Regions from separate parts of the Mus musculus genome. Here all the other regions are linked to region 2. A link is a contact called in public Hi-C data. All regions are on one chromosome and are shown on one strand. The core of a region is the stretch at or near the end of the contact, and the rest is flanking DNA. Distances in the headings are between cores, read along the strand shown. Region 1 overlaps Ttc39b (tetratricopeptide repeat domain 39B). Region 2 overlaps Snapc3 (small nuclear RNA activating complex, polypeptide 3). Region 3 overlaps Ttc39b (tetratricopeptide repeat domain 39B).

Region 1 (4,526 bases), core at 439-2,938, 140 kb before region 2:
ATATTAAAAGATGACTGTGGAGTCGGAGAGATGCTCAGCTGTCAGGAGCATCCTTCGGTGCCACTCCTGCCGAGGACCTGAGTTCTGTTCTCAGCATCAGCATCAGGGAGCTCACAACCACCTGTAACTCCGGCTCCAACTGTTCCAACACCCTCTTAGAGCCTCTGTGGGCACCATGGACCCAGAGAGATACATAAATAAAAATAAGCCTTTTAAAAAAAAGCTTTTTTTAATGGGAGTAACAGCTGTCCTCTCAGTGAGGTGTGTACTTTCAGAGCAAGTAGCATGTCTCTAGGTGGCTACAACAGCCGTCCACTGCTCACTAAGCCTGCCTGAGGCTCCAAGTTCTATCTCACAACCATAGCTTCTTCCTTCCGTCTCCTTTCCAGATACCAGCCAAAGATCCTAAATCAGCTTGACTGATGCTCTAGGCATCCCACTCTCTGAACACACACAGCAACTCTATTCTTCCATTAATGCCTGCCAGCTTCCCAGCTTCTCTGGCCTTAATTCAAACGGCTTGACTTTCTTCTTACCCACCTACTCCCGACTGGCAGCCTGCCTGCCCTGTTTTTTGCTGTTTGTTTTTGTTTGTTTGTTTTCCCTCTCAAACTTCAACAAAACTGTTCTCTGCTTTTCTTCTGAGTCATCTTAAATTCTATTATCTAATGTAAGAACATTATTATATAATCGAGTTTTAGGTCAGTCAGACCTACATCGCAAAATTCTGTCTCAGAAAATAAATAAAAGAAAAAGAAAATCAAAGCAAGTCCTATGTGAACCTAAACTGAACCACGGGGCTCTTCGTCAGAAGCTATAAAAGCTAATTCTGCAGAGACCACCTCCAGATCCCCACCGGTAACTACTGCTAGGTCTGGCAGTTAACAAAACACAACCGGGGGGGAGTGGGTGGGTAGGGGAGTGGGGGTGGGTGGGTAAGGGGGACTTTTGGTATAGCATTGGAAATGTAAATGAGCTAAATACCTAATAAAAAATGGAAAAAAAAATACAAAAAAAAAAAAAAAAAAAAAAAACAAAACAAAACACAACCTTCTCCAGGTCTCAAGGGCTACAAACGTCTCAATTAGAGCAGACTAACAGGAAGAAAACGAAGAAAAAGGCGCAGCACAGTTGATCTCTAACCAAGGTCTTTAAATCCAACTTTCATTTGTGTGTGTGTGTGGGGGGGTGATCTTTCGGTTAATAAAATGGGCTTCAGACAATTTTAAATTCACATGTGTTGGCAGACATTTCTAATCCTAGCACTCAAGAGACTGAGGTAGGAAGACTGAAGATTCAAGGCCTAAATGGGCTGCAAAGACCTACCTCAAAACACCAAAACGCTCTTTAAAACAGAGTTCTAATCGTGTAACAGTAACATCACTAACTGAAGACAGAGGCTGCCTTGGCTATTTTTAACTGAATATAATTTCACACATTCTTCAAAGGTGACCTTACTGCTTTGTTCTCTAGTTACCCTCCGGAAAGTGCTCTCTTGTTACCTATGGAAGTTCTGTGGAATTGGCTTGGTTTGAATTTTAGACAAGGTTTCACCCTGGCTGACCTAAAATTTTACTGTGCAGACCAGGCTAGCTTCAAACTCAGAAATTAAAAGCCACTATGTCTGGCTTCTTTGTTTGTTTCCTTCAGACAACCTTTCACTGCATTGTCTAGGCAGATCTGGAACCCTGGAGCTCAAAGGACCTGCCCACCAGGCCCATCCCTTCACTCTCCTAAGTGCTGTGACTACAAGCATTGGGCGAAAGCCTTTTGAGGCTTAAAGCTTCATTTTTACAAATAACATACAGTTTTTTAAACCCACAGATATGAAAGCCTGGGATTGTAGGTTAAGTCATCCCTGTGGGAATGATTCAATTGAGCACTTCCGTGAATTGGAGGAACCATGGACAGACGTGGTGGCGTATGCATTTAATCCCAGCACTCAGGAGGCAGAGGCAGTTGGATCTCTAAGTCCCAAGCCAACCTGGTCTACATAGCGAGAACAGACAGCCAGGGCTCTGCAGAGAGACCCTGTCTCAATCAAATGAGTTCATTTTTCCTAAGCTTCATTCTGATGAGCTGCATTCTATTCAGATGATTCAGTCACTGAAGCAGCCTAGACATGACTCACTCACAATATCGTGAAGATCTTCATTTTTTAAAACGAAGTCAAAGGACAAAAAATGCCTTTCCCTCTCACACGTGAGAAACCGTGCTGCCTGTCCACGGCACGGAGCTGGCACTTGATGAGCGTACAGAGCGGCCCTTTGGACGGTGGCTTGGAGGTCCTAATGACCCTGGAGGAAGGTGTGTGTCAAGTGCGGTGCCACCACACCGAGGTCCATCACTTCAGGATAGAAAGGTCCACACAGTCTTAGCCCCTCCTTTTCCCTTTTCCTTCGCTGTAGCAAACCCTTTCCACCCATCCCAGTGTTAGCATTTGTAACCTGGGAACATTGGTGGACAGTTACAATACCTACAGAGAGCCGAGGGCACTGGGTGCCTACTGGGGTAATCACAACGTGATGGCATGAGCCCCACCCACCCAACCTCCCAGCCTCCTACAGGGCTCTGTGGAAAATTTATGGGTCACATGCTCTAACACCCATGGGGGCAGGTTTGTCTCTGAGCACTATAAGTAATTATGCATTAATGACTTACTTCTTTTGTCAGTAGAGCATGGAGAAAATACAAGTTAGCTTGGGAGATAGGCCTGTCTCGGTGTGAACCCTGACCTGAAGCAAGTCTAGCCCTTTAATCCTCCATTTCCTGTTGCTATGCCGGGAATCTCATCCCATTCCCAGAAGTCCTGTGAGGATTTTGGCGACGCAGTGCATAGAGAACAGGCCTGACTCAGAACAGGCTCCACCAATACAGGGACATGGGATATTCATCCTCAGAAATGAGATGAGTCAGCTGACTCCTGAAGACAGAGCTAGAACCCCTCATCCTACCCAAGACTCTGAGCCTCTCCTGGAACAGAGAAGAAAAAAAAAAATCCACAGTTGACTTCAGCATGGAAAGCCTAACTCCTGAGCACAGAGTCACAGGACCTCAGGCCGCCAGTGAGCAGTGTGACCTTGACTGACACATGCAATCTTTTTAGGATCCAGCCTCCTCAAGAGTAAAGCAGAGAGGCTGGCACACGGTCAAAGTCATAAACTCTTTGAATTACATCAAATTTAAAAAATTAAAAATTAAAAAAATAAAAAGAGCCTCCTTGAACATGCAATCAAATCTCCAGGCTTCTGGGAGTGTGTGGGCTTCAGTGGCACCAACCTGAGCCTGCATAGCGGCTGTTGTGTCTACCAAGAAAGGGAGCTGTTCACAGAAAGATTCTTCGGAATTTCCTGCAAGCACGGGGAAGGGAAGAGATTATAAACCAACCACCAGGTGTCGCTCTCAAGAAAAGCTTAACCTCAAGCCGTTAGCTCCCATTACCCACAGATCAGTGTTTTTAAAAGTGAAAGCTAACCGTATGAGGAGAAGCTGTAGCATAAGGGAGAAGTTCTAAGACCTTTAAAATAAAAAATAAACTAATCACCCACAATCAAAATTACTACAAAACAAATACTCTAGGTTGCCAAACAGCACATAGCGTGACTCCACAGAGCAGTGAGTATGTATGGACATGAAATGTGCTCTACATTTGGGAGGGGAGGTGATCAAGAGCCACTATGGCTGCATATAAATTGTCAGAGGGTGTAGAAAAGATATTCTAAAAGATGTGCACTGCAGTGCATAGAAGATAATAAAGTGCATTTGAAAAGGCAACTCTTTTACAGCTGTATATACTGGATTTATTTAGCATAGATGAGCAAATTATTTCATTTTCATTGATATTACTTGGCTAAATCTTTGTTTTGTTTTGTTTTTCTTTTTTTTTTTTTTTTAAGATTTATTTATTTATTATATGTAAGTACATTGTAGCTGTCTTCAGACACTCCAGAAGAGGGAATCAGATCTCGTTACAGATGGTTGTGAGCCACCATGTGGTTGCTGGGATTTGAACTCTGGACCTACGGAAGAGCAGTCGGGTGCTCTTACCCACTGAGCCATCTCACCAGCCCTTGTTTTGTTTTTCGAGACAAGGTTTCTTTGTGTATAGCTTTGGCTGTCCTGGAACTCCCTCATGTAGACCAAACAGGCCTCAAACTCAGTGACCTGATAAAAGGCATGTGCCACCACCACCCGGCTTGGCTAATGTCTTTATGACTGTAAAGTAAACCTTGCAAATTACTTATTATATCCACACCCCTGTCTTCCAGTGCCATACCTACCCAGAAGTTCACAGAAGGCGAGGGCCTACTCTTTGTTTGGGAGTGGGGGTCTCGGGAATAATTTTACACAGAGAACAAGCAGAACCAAAAGACTTAGTGTTTTAAACTATCTGATTTTGAAACTATCACTGATAGGAGTATTTTTAAATTAAAAGGAACAGAGTTCACACCGCAATATTGTGTCAACTCAGGCAGGAGAAATGGCTCAGCAGTTAAGAGCACTGACTGCTCTTCCAGAGGTCTTGA
Region 2 (4,953 bases), core at 2,314-4,813:
TAACAAGGATGCCAGTGTTTCTTTTGTATTGCCTGAGACAACCACCTGGAAGGAGGCAGTTCACAGAAGGGCTAGGTTAGCATCTGAGCTGAGGGTTTCTCTAAGGAAGTCCCGGCATGGAAGGGTGAGCACTTTCAGATTGGTTGGTCTGAGCTCTGAACAGCACTCCCATTCCTACCATTCCACATGCATGGTAGATACCACACACTTCTACCAAAAAGCTCACTCTTTGTAAGAGCTTAATAATGATACAGAATCTAAGAGAACACAGAATGTCAACTTATGGATGTGATTTGTTTTTAGTATTATAAATCAAACTCAGAACCTTGTACATACTAGGCAGTGCTGTACTACGGAACCCTGACTCCAACCCTAAAGGATAGGTCAAATTAAGAAAATTATGCTAGGCAACCATGCCTTTAATCTCATCACTTGGGAGGCAGAGGCAGGCAGATCTCTTGAGTTTGAGGCCAGTTGGGTCTACAGAGTGAGTTCCAGGATGAAAAGAATAGAAAAAGAAAATTAGTAACTTCTTTTAACATGTCTTGGTAGGATTTATGGTTAACTGGTTTTCTAAAATGGGCACTGTTAACTTTACTGTTTAACTTTAGCACAAAGAACACAAACCATACCAGACCATGTTGGTACTGGGCAGTCAGAAGCTCACAGAACTGAGAGATTCAATTTGCTGTGTCAGTGACCTCCAGATCGGTGGAGAATTCAGCAACGCGCCAGACCAAGCCCCTGAGCACATCAGCAAAGTAAGATGACCTTCCCTTTCCCCCTTAAAAAGAAGGAATAGCAGCAAAGGAACCCGTAGTGATTGCTCCAGCAGGGTCCTAAGTGTTGAATGCGTGTTCTCATTGTCCTTGTTGTGCACTGAGGTCTCGTCTCTCCGTCTGCTGTCCATAGAGCCTTTCAGAGGCAGCATTGTGTACATATTCTCACTTCTCACCATTACAACTGTTCTATGACACTGTCCTCTGACCGCTCTTTCCCCTTGTCTAACAGTCACAGTGAAGTAGCACTGCAGCTTCCTTATTCATTCATTTGTTGGTCCTAGGGATTAAACCACGTAAGCATTAGAACTGAGTTATAGGCTCAGCCTTATTGTTGCTTTGGCGTTGTTCTTCATTCTTTCCTGTTTAAAATGCTGAGATTTTCACTCCACCTTTACTACCTCCAGGAAAAGTTTGAAGTTGGCCAAGAGTCATTTGCACCTGTTAGTCACTGCTTGAAGGGCTGAAAAGTACACGGGCTGGTGTCGGATGATGGCAGAGTTGACCTTTCCCATAACATAACCACAAACATGTAGTGTAATCTCTTCATGAGCTTGTTTCCCAGCAGGGGCACGACTTGTGAGACAAAAATGCCTCAGCACCTCTTGAAGAGGAGCAGGCTGCCCAGCCCCTCAGAAGTGAGGGTTTACCAACCTAAGCAAACGCAACAGCCTGATATTGCTGAATCACAAGACACAGAATTGATCTGGTTCTTTCTCGTGGTGCAGCCCTGGCAGAGGACCCTGGGTTTCCTTGCCCACTAAGGAGAGGGCATCTCTGCAGGCCCATGAAAGGACAGCTGAAACAAGTAGGATGCAGATAGAACTTGGAAAAGGATCAAAAGTCAGGCTCCTGTCTCCATCAGCTATGCACAGTTTTAGTTCTTTGATTTTGAGTCCCGTTAACTGACACTCATTAGGCTTTACACAGTGAATGTGTGTCTTCTCCCTGCTCCTGTTTTGAGCATTTCAGTGTGTTAAGAAGCATATCACCATGCATGGGGGTGGCAGCCGAATCATGGTCACATTTACAGACTTGGTTGCAGGCTTTTCATGTGTATAATGTCCTGGTGCTGTTTGTGTCTCTGTCTTACAGACCCACCATGTTCAGTGACTGACATGGAGATGAGCATCATGGCTCATGAAGAGATTACACTAGATGTTTGTGGTTATGTTGAAAATGGTTTTAAGATCCTTAAACTCTACTGAACTTCTGAGTCAGTGCTTGTGGAGGTAACTGCAATGATAAAGAGAAACAAATGGAATTTTAAGGAAATAGGTTTCTCTCTCTTTTTTTTTTTTCCAAGGGAGAAAGCATCAATCTTTTGAAAGCTTTCTCTCTTTTTTTTTTTCTTTCTTTGTTTTTTTTTTTTTTTTTTTCGAGACAGGGTTTCTCTGTGTAGCCCTGGCTGTCCTGGAGCTCACTTTGTAGACCAGGCTGGCCTCGAACTCAGAAATCCACCTGCCTCTGCCTCCCGAGTGCTGGGATTAAAAGGCGTGCGCCACCATGCCCGGCTTGAAAGCTTTCTTAACCCTACCAAAAAAGAAGGTGTAACTATAAATAGATTAATGTGAGCTGGGTATGGTGGTGTATGTCTTTAATCCCAGCACTCAGGAGGTGGAGGCAAGCAGATCTCTGATTTCAAGACCAGACTGATCTGTAAAAGTATTTTTCCCCCCTGATGTAATTGTCATCTCAGAGGCTTACTGCATCCATCTGCTAACCTAGGCCTGGTCCTGGAAGCTTCTAGCCTCTGTACAATCATAATCTAGGCCTAGAATGTTTCCAGCCTCAGAGACTTTCTGCTGAATCAGCTCACCCTTTCTAGTTCTCTCTGAACTCCTGCTGGCTGATTCAACTCAGCTGTCCTGGCTCAGACTCTTCTCCAGGCTCACTGATTCAGTCTGGCTTCTCTCTCTGCATCTGCTGAATGGCTCTGCCTGGCCTCATAGCAAATCTTCTGTCTCCTTGTCATTCTATGGCTCTTTCTGCCTTCACCTCTGTCTAGCTTGTTCTCTTCAACCTGTCTCTCTCTGTAAGACTCTTCCAGTAAAACTGCCTTTTTCATTTTCTGCATTGTCCCTTAAGTAGCTTTCTTTTCCTCTCTCCTGGTGGGGGGCTGTCATATCCTAGTCCGTCAAATCTTTCTCTGATTCATCACGTCTGTCACTCACTTTTAAACATGGGTGGCTTACCTTCATTGATTGGGATTAAAGATGTGTGCTAAGAGCTGAGGTACCACAACCAGCAATTCCCAGGAAATAACAGTCTCGGGTTCACAGTGTAATCAAATATTCTCTAACACTTGTCTACATAGCAAATTCCAGGATAGCTAGAGATACAGAGCTCTTTTCTTTCAAAAAGAAAAGATTACCATGAAGAATCCCTTTTTATAGTAACCTATCAGCATTGGTAAGAGCAGATATGTAGTTCATTCCAGCAACAAGTGCTTGTAACCACTAACCCATCTCTCTAGCCCCTACTGTCTTAATATTTACACATCTGTGGCTACATTCTTTGTTTGTCTACTAAAATAATACTCTGATCATTGAGCACATGTCATGTGCCTAGTGTATGCTGGCCTTAAAAGAATTGTCACCATTTTTATAAGAAAAGAGCATAGTCATCCTGAGCTGCTCAAGCTCAGCCATCAGTGGTGGGGGCTAGAGTCGGGTTCTCGTTTCTCCTTCTGAGCCCACAGCTTCTCTGCCCTGCCCTGCCCTGCCCTGCCCTGCCCTGCCCTGCCCTGCCCTGCCGCCCGCTGTGAATGACTGCTGAAGCACGGTGTGATTCACTCACTCACCAGCAGCTTCTAGCACAGGGCCTGGTGGGAGATGAATGTATCAGTTCAGAAATCTGTTTTCCTTTTTGTTCTTCAGCAATGGCTTAGAAATGTGTGTTTATGATGTTAAAAGCATTTAGAAGGACAGATTCCTATGAATGAAGTATTGACTGAATTTAACATCTTTCTGCTGTTGTTACTGGGGTTTTTGGTTTTTGTTTTTTTCAAGACAGGTTTTCTCTGTGTAATAGTCCTGGATGCCCTGGACTTGGTTTGTAGACCAGCTGGCCTTCAACTCAGAGATCCACCTGCCTTTGTCTCCTAAATGTTGGGATTAAATGTGTATACCCGGCTGAGGCTAACATCTTTATGAGCCTTAGAAAGACTATTTCATTGACATTTTTATTTTACAGTATTGTTGGCTGTGGGGGTTATTTTTTCTCATTTGTAAGGTTTCTGTTGGAAAATTTTCAAATATGTAATCAATATAGAGAATAGTATAATGAGCCTCTGTTCAATACTTCGTAGCTTTTTCCAGAAGTGTTTTTTGTGTTAAGCACCATTGTACCTCAAAGAAAAGTGAAAATAAGACCCCGTGTTCTATGTTTTTGTTGGTTTCCTGGCATGTATTCCACTAGCTGTTGTAGACTGGTTTGACAGTGAGTTGCAGCTCTTAGAGTGAGCTAGATGGCTGTTGTTGATGTGCCAGGACTTGGATAACTCTAATGCATTTAATTAAGTCTCTCTAGCTTTGAAGTAGAGGAGGATTTGCCAGTGTTTGTTTTTTTAATAATTGCCTTGAGAATGGAACTGTATTTTTAAAACAAACATGTAAACAGTACAAGTACTTTCTGAATAAGTATCAAATACACTGTCTTCCAGTGTAGCCCATGCTGCTTGGAATTTGTGATTCTCCTGCCTCAGCTTCAGAAGTGCTGGCATTGCATGTGGGTTACTAAACCTGCCCATCTGTTACTTCTTTGTACAGTGAGGAGAGGTTATTATTGGTGAAAACTACTTTTGTTCTAGAGTTTTCTTTGTAAATAAGCAATTATGTGAGAAGACATTAAGGTGTTCAAGTCACTTCTAGTGGAGGTTTATACAAGTGTTGTATGATCAACAAAATTGTATGTATATCAAACTTTGTTTCCAAAATGAGGCATTAGTTATGGTTAGGGCATGCATGCATGTATCTATCTATCCATCCATCCATCCATCTTAAAACAGAGAGTCTACAAGCCTGTGTAACCCAGGCTTGCCCAGAACTATGTAGCAGAAACTGACACCAAACTCACAGCAGTCTTCTTGCCTTAGCCTTCTTAACATTGGGATTATTCTTATGCATTGCTATGCCTAGCTCTAGATCATTTACCTTTTCAATGTTTTCTTTTT
Region 3 (4,709 bases), core at 1,429-3,928, 180 kb before region 2:
AATCAATCACAGAATGCGAGATAAACGAAAAGTAACAAGAAACCAGGGACAGTCACTCAGCCGCTGTACAACCAACCCTTCAGCAGCTGATGAGCACCACTACAGGAGCCGGGATTCGTGGTGGGAGCACGGGGAAGGGGCGGAGCTTATGAGTACCTCTGCAGGAGCAAAGGTGGTGGGAGCACCGAGAAAGGGGTGGAGCTGCAGATCCTAACCCAGCCAAAGCACAGATACACGGAAGTAACCACAAGCAGACATGAGGGAGGAGGAGGAGTGGACACTTCTAAGAGGTTGGAGTTCAACTCCTCAGTTACAAAACAAAGTTTAAACCTAAAAAACCGGTCAAAACCCCACTTGGAAAACACATAGGGAGAAGAGTAGGTGCCTCCGTGATTCAATGTGACGTTACTGACATGGCGAGAATGCCGTCAACCCGCCTGGGTAATTAATGTACAGGGCTTCGGGGAACAGGACACTACCCTGACTCAGTTTTACGGAACCGAATCTAAGCTAACATGGGAAAAATACCACCACTATTACCACCTAAACAAACAAACAAACAAACAAACCTGGAGAAGTAACTTTCAAAATCAAGACTCTGAGACTGTTTTCTGCTGGCTTATCATCTCTACTCCCGCCCTCATCGGGACATAGTCATCATCGGGTCATAATGTAAAACCCATGCTTCTAACAGCATTGGGGCACACACGTGTACGTAAAGCGTGAAATGTAGGGCCTCATAATGACTCCTTAACTTCTAAAAACTGTTCTTTCCAGGTAGTGGCCAGCACTTGGGAGGCAGGGACAAGTGATCTTCACAAGTTCTAGCCCAGCCAGGGCTACACAGTGAGACCCTGTCTGGAAACCAACGTAAGAAAGGGGAAGGAGGGGGCAGGGGGGGGAGGGGACGGAAACAAATATCTTTTATTACCACTCTAAGCTTCAGTGCTAACACAGGCTGAGCAACATTTACCGTGCTCTGTACAGCGCTGGCAGGCTTCCTGCCCAACCCCAGTATTCAGCCAGACGGTTATTACCTGCACAAATGTGAGTGCTGCTTTCTGTAGGAGACACTCGGCGTAACAGATCTCAGCATGCATCTCCTCTATTAAAAACAAATACATTGATATTACTCTATTAAAAACAAATACATTGATATTAAGAAACAGTATTGTTTTAAAACATTCTGAAAATCGTGGAAGATAGATAAGCCCAAGAAAGACGCAAAAGCCGAGATGGCATCCATGCTTCCAGAGAAACAGGATGGCCTGTTCCTGGATAAGCCTGGATCGTGTGAATGGTTAAGGTCATCTTCACCTCCAGCTAACATTACCAGCAGAGAGAGGCTCGAGAAGAGGAGGAAACCGACTGTTTGTCTGAACAGGGTCTCACTTGGAGCCCAAGCAGTACTAGTTGTAGTCCAGACTGTCCTTCAACTCACGGCAATCCTCCTGCCTCAGCCTCTTGGTACTATAGGCATGAATCACCCCTGAACCCATGTGTGCTCACAAAAAGGAATTACCAGAGCCAGGCCAGCCCAGCGACATATGCACCACCCAACATGTCCTGGTGTCCTGGACAGTCTGCTGTATTTGCAGAGATCAGAGAGAGAGAGAATTTTATGTTTCTACATGAACAAAACCATCAGATTCCTATCTCCATGGAGTAGAGGACACCACGGGGCCTCTGCTGTCTGTGGAAATTGGTGTGTTATTTGAGCTTGGAGGGAAGATTCTGCTTCATGCTAGTACAGGGTACTGCTCAGGCCTGCCTTTCCTCTCTGCTGGTCTCCTCATTTATATGGTCCAGTAATAATGCTTCTACTTTGCAACCATGGATTAAATGAGTATTGCCTGTAGCGCTTATCAGACACGCGCGCGCGCACACAATCAGCCTTGATGAATGCTGGCAACTCTGACCATTATTGTTTTTGGCCCGAGTCTGTGCTTCTTGGTTAAGGTTCAGAAGGCGGCACAGGGCCTTTTTAATTCAAGTGCTGACGCAACAGGAGGCAATCTGCGTCACTGGGAACACTGCTGGCCAAACTAGATAAAATAGAGGTTTTCCTTCATTTACACACACATGGCCCACGGGCTCTCTCATACTGACTCAACTTAAATGTTCAATTTGTGAAAAGTACTATGCAGCTAAGTTCCTCAGAAACAGGCAGGGAGATGGGGTAGAAGACACCACCAGGACACGGTGTTGTCTGTGTGCATCCTGGCACTGCCACCAGTCACGATCCAGTCTCCAGGACGCCTTCCCTCAGAGTATGCCTCTGGGTTTTCAGGACCTTCACAGGAATGCCAACTAGCAGATGATTTTCACCACCTGACTAGCCGAGTCCTAGGTTATGCCCTTCCCTCGCCCAGCCTTTTGAGCAGGCTAAACAGATCTTGAGTGTGTGCCACAGTGGGCTTTCTGACCTAGGTGGAGTCGTCCTCCTTGCTGCACCTGCAACTTCCTACAGGAATTCAGAGGAATAGACTGCCCGCTGAGCTTACTTTGCAACATAATCCAGCTGAAACAAAAGATGGGTTTGGTGCTGCAGAATTAAACTTTGAGCCAAGCTCTGAACCTTTGACTTGGCTTCGCCCTTCTCTCATACCCGTCCTTTCATTTCCAGCCCCGCTTTCAGGTAAACCCAGTTCACCCATGGCCGCTGGACAGCTACACTGGGTAACTGCTACAAAGTGACAACCGCCTGGGGTTATCAATGCCAATGCCACCTTGAGAACAGATGACTGGCCTGGGGCAGGAGAGGGGAAGGGAAAGGTCAGCACTGGTTGAGGACCAGAAGATAGAAGGCAAGAAAGTGCAGGCGCCCTCCCAAAGGGGCAATGGGGAGCCTCTGGCTATAGCATGAGGTTCCTGAGGGGAGGGGAGGAGAAGGCAGCAGGCTGGCACAGGGGCAGTGCCGAAGGCTACAGTTGGCGGTGGGCTAAACAGCAGGTCCTCATCAAGGCCTGAGCAGAAGGGCGACTAAACCAAAGACAGACAGACTTTGGTATCCAATAATACAAAGGATATGAGACAAAGCAGGGAGAGTCTGGACTCTGTAATTCCCGTGTAAGTATTCTCCCTACCGACTCTCTTCCCACATTCCAAGCTCTGCACCTCACTTAAGCATCGCACTCTCTGAAATGAGCTGTTCAGCACCAGCCACCAGTCATGGGAGGAGAGGAGCAAGAGTGTTCCACACCAGGTCCATGAAAACCGCCATGGAGATACTCATTCCTGAACACAGAGAGAAACTGGACCATGCAAACAAAAATTACCAACAGGAAAACAAATCCTATACTAAAGCGACAGTGTGCTGCCGTGCCCTGTTGTTCTGGTTTGGTTTTTGCCAACCTATCATAAATTAGTTATCTAGAGAGAAGAAACTCAATGGGAGAAACTAACCTCCATCAGGCTGCCTATAGGCCAGTCTGCGGAGCATTTTCTTGATGGATGATTGGCCCAGCAGGTGGTCCTGGGTGGTTTTAGTTCCTGCCTCAGCTTCCCCTGATAAGGGACTGTAATGCATCCTCCCCATCTTGATTTTGGTCAGGGTGTTTGTCACACCAATTGAAAGCAAACTAAAACACCCTTCAAACTTAAAAGTCTGTTTAGGATGCCCTCAGAAGCAAAAACACTGGAAATAAGATGGAACTTCATGTATTTCGCTTTATTCCTTCACTGTGACTGATTTACACTGAGTAATTTCTTCACCAACATACACCTTAATTGTAAATTCCTTAGTCCATGAAAAAATTCATGGTGCACTCAAAAAGCTAGCTAAACATCCTTTTTGTACTAATCTAAAGATATTTATAGTTCAGAATAAGCTACAGACATGGGCCAGTTAATTTTTCAATATTTAGTGGAAAGTCCAGATTTCCTAACTTGCTCTGTTTAAAGGCAACAAGGGGAAACCAGAGCACAGCATCGCTGACTTTCCACACGTGATCCATCAGCCATGTAAGGTGTTTCCCAGCCCTCCACGGGAGAACATGGGGACAGCGGAAGAGCAGTGGTTTAGGAAAAGCAGACCAGTTCCCATGCTGCTCTGACAGCTGGATCACCTTGGCCTTTCTCTCTGTGGACATCAGTTAAACACAAAAGGGGGAGAGGGGGATAATGCTAAGGAATGCACCAAGAGGGTGCCTGGCACACAGAGAACACTTCAAAAAAAAATAGAGCATTAACATGTTTTAGAATTATTTATTCTCACACCAAAAATACCATGTCATTCCTCTTAAAACTAAGGTTTAAAACTCTCCAGTGTCACCTTCACACCACAAAGAAAAAGGGAAGCAGTCACCAATGGACCAGGGAAGGAGTCACATGGGGTTCCCAGGAAGGAAAAGGCAATGCAAGTCATACTGGGGCCAGTTCAGTCTCATGGATTGTCTCGGAAACACTTTAGGCCTCCCAGTACCAGCTCTTGTTCTTAGGGATGCTCGGAGATCAGTTTCTGATGAAAAAGAAGATAGGTTTCAACTGCTGACAGTAACCAACAAAATACCATCAGTTTCTGCCATGGTTGAGTCAATACTCTTTTCTAGTAAGTCCTAAACACAAGGGACGTGTCACAGTCCTGTCCTGTGATCAACACTGAGAGCTCACATCACTAACTTCTCCAATGGCCCAAACAAGCTGACAACACTCCTACAGGACAAACGGAGCCCCATGGTAAATCTCTCTCCAGGTGTGTGCAGTGTCCA

Evidence for each region. A called contact is a pair of places that touch in the nucleus more often than the background predicts.
Region 1: a contact with region 2 is called in a Hi-C map of embryonic stem cells, with 2.0 times the contacts expected there. The contact joins two enhancer-like sites. A contact is called at or near these places in 1 of 39 promoter capture datasets (second pharyngeal arch cranial neural crest), 23 of 484 Hi-C or Micro-C datasets (CD8 T cells, the MC38 cell line, the N1E-115 cell line and 12 more) and 5 of 115 datasets of contacts at active chromatin or transcription factors (bone marrow-derived macrophages and embryonic stem cells).
Region 3: a contact with region 2 is called in a Hi-C map of embryonic stem cells, with 1.9 times the contacts expected there. The contact joins two enhancer-like sites. A contact is called at or near these places in 1 of 15 datasets of contacts at CTCF or cohesin (large pre-B cells), 34 of 484 Hi-C or Micro-C datasets (B cells, CD8 T cells, bone marrow-derived DN2 thymocytes and 9 more), 11 of 115 datasets of contacts at active chromatin or transcription factors (embryonic stem cells and stem cell-derived neural progenitor cells) and 4 of 9 other capture datasets (adipose tissue, embryonic stem cells, liver and 1 more).

What each region holds. Positions count from the first base shown.
Region 1 is chr4:83,300,228-83,304,753 of GRCm38.p6, forward strand. The region is part of intron 1 of Ttc39b (tetratricopeptide repeat domain 39B); the gene reads right to left. Among named protein-coding and RNA genes, the nearest start is that of Gm23412, 17 kb to the left of the region's middle. Within about 2 kb of position 1,689, at least 76 of the 459 cell types and tissues checked have an H3K27ac peak or open chromatin away from gene starts, as enhancers often do. A contact at or near this core is called in the MC38 cell line and embryonic stem cells, where this site is marked.
Region 2 is chr4:83,435,713-83,440,665 of GRCm38.p6, forward strand. Snapc3 (small nuclear RNA activating complex, polypeptide 3) reads left to right here. Exons shown (of 9, transcript NM_029949.4): 5 at 612-761. Among named protein-coding and RNA genes, the nearest start is that of Snapc3, 20 kb to the left of the region's middle. Within about 2 kb of position 3,564, at least 65 of the 459 cell types and tissues checked have an H3K27ac peak or open chromatin away from gene starts, as enhancers often do. A contact at or near this core is called in the MC38 cell line, differentiating embryonic stem cells and embryonic stem cells, where this site is marked.
Region 3 is chr4:83,255,008-83,259,716 of GRCm38.p6, forward strand. Ttc39b (tetratricopeptide repeat domain 39B) reads right to left here. Exons shown (of 20, transcript NM_027238.2): 7 at 1,038-1,105. Among named protein-coding and RNA genes, the nearest start is that of Gm42307, 27 kb to the right of the region's middle. Within about 2 kb of position 2,679, at least 26 of the 459 cell types and tissues checked have an H3K27ac peak or open chromatin away from gene starts, as enhancers often do. A contact at or near this core is called in differentiating embryonic stem cells and embryonic stem cells, where this site is marked.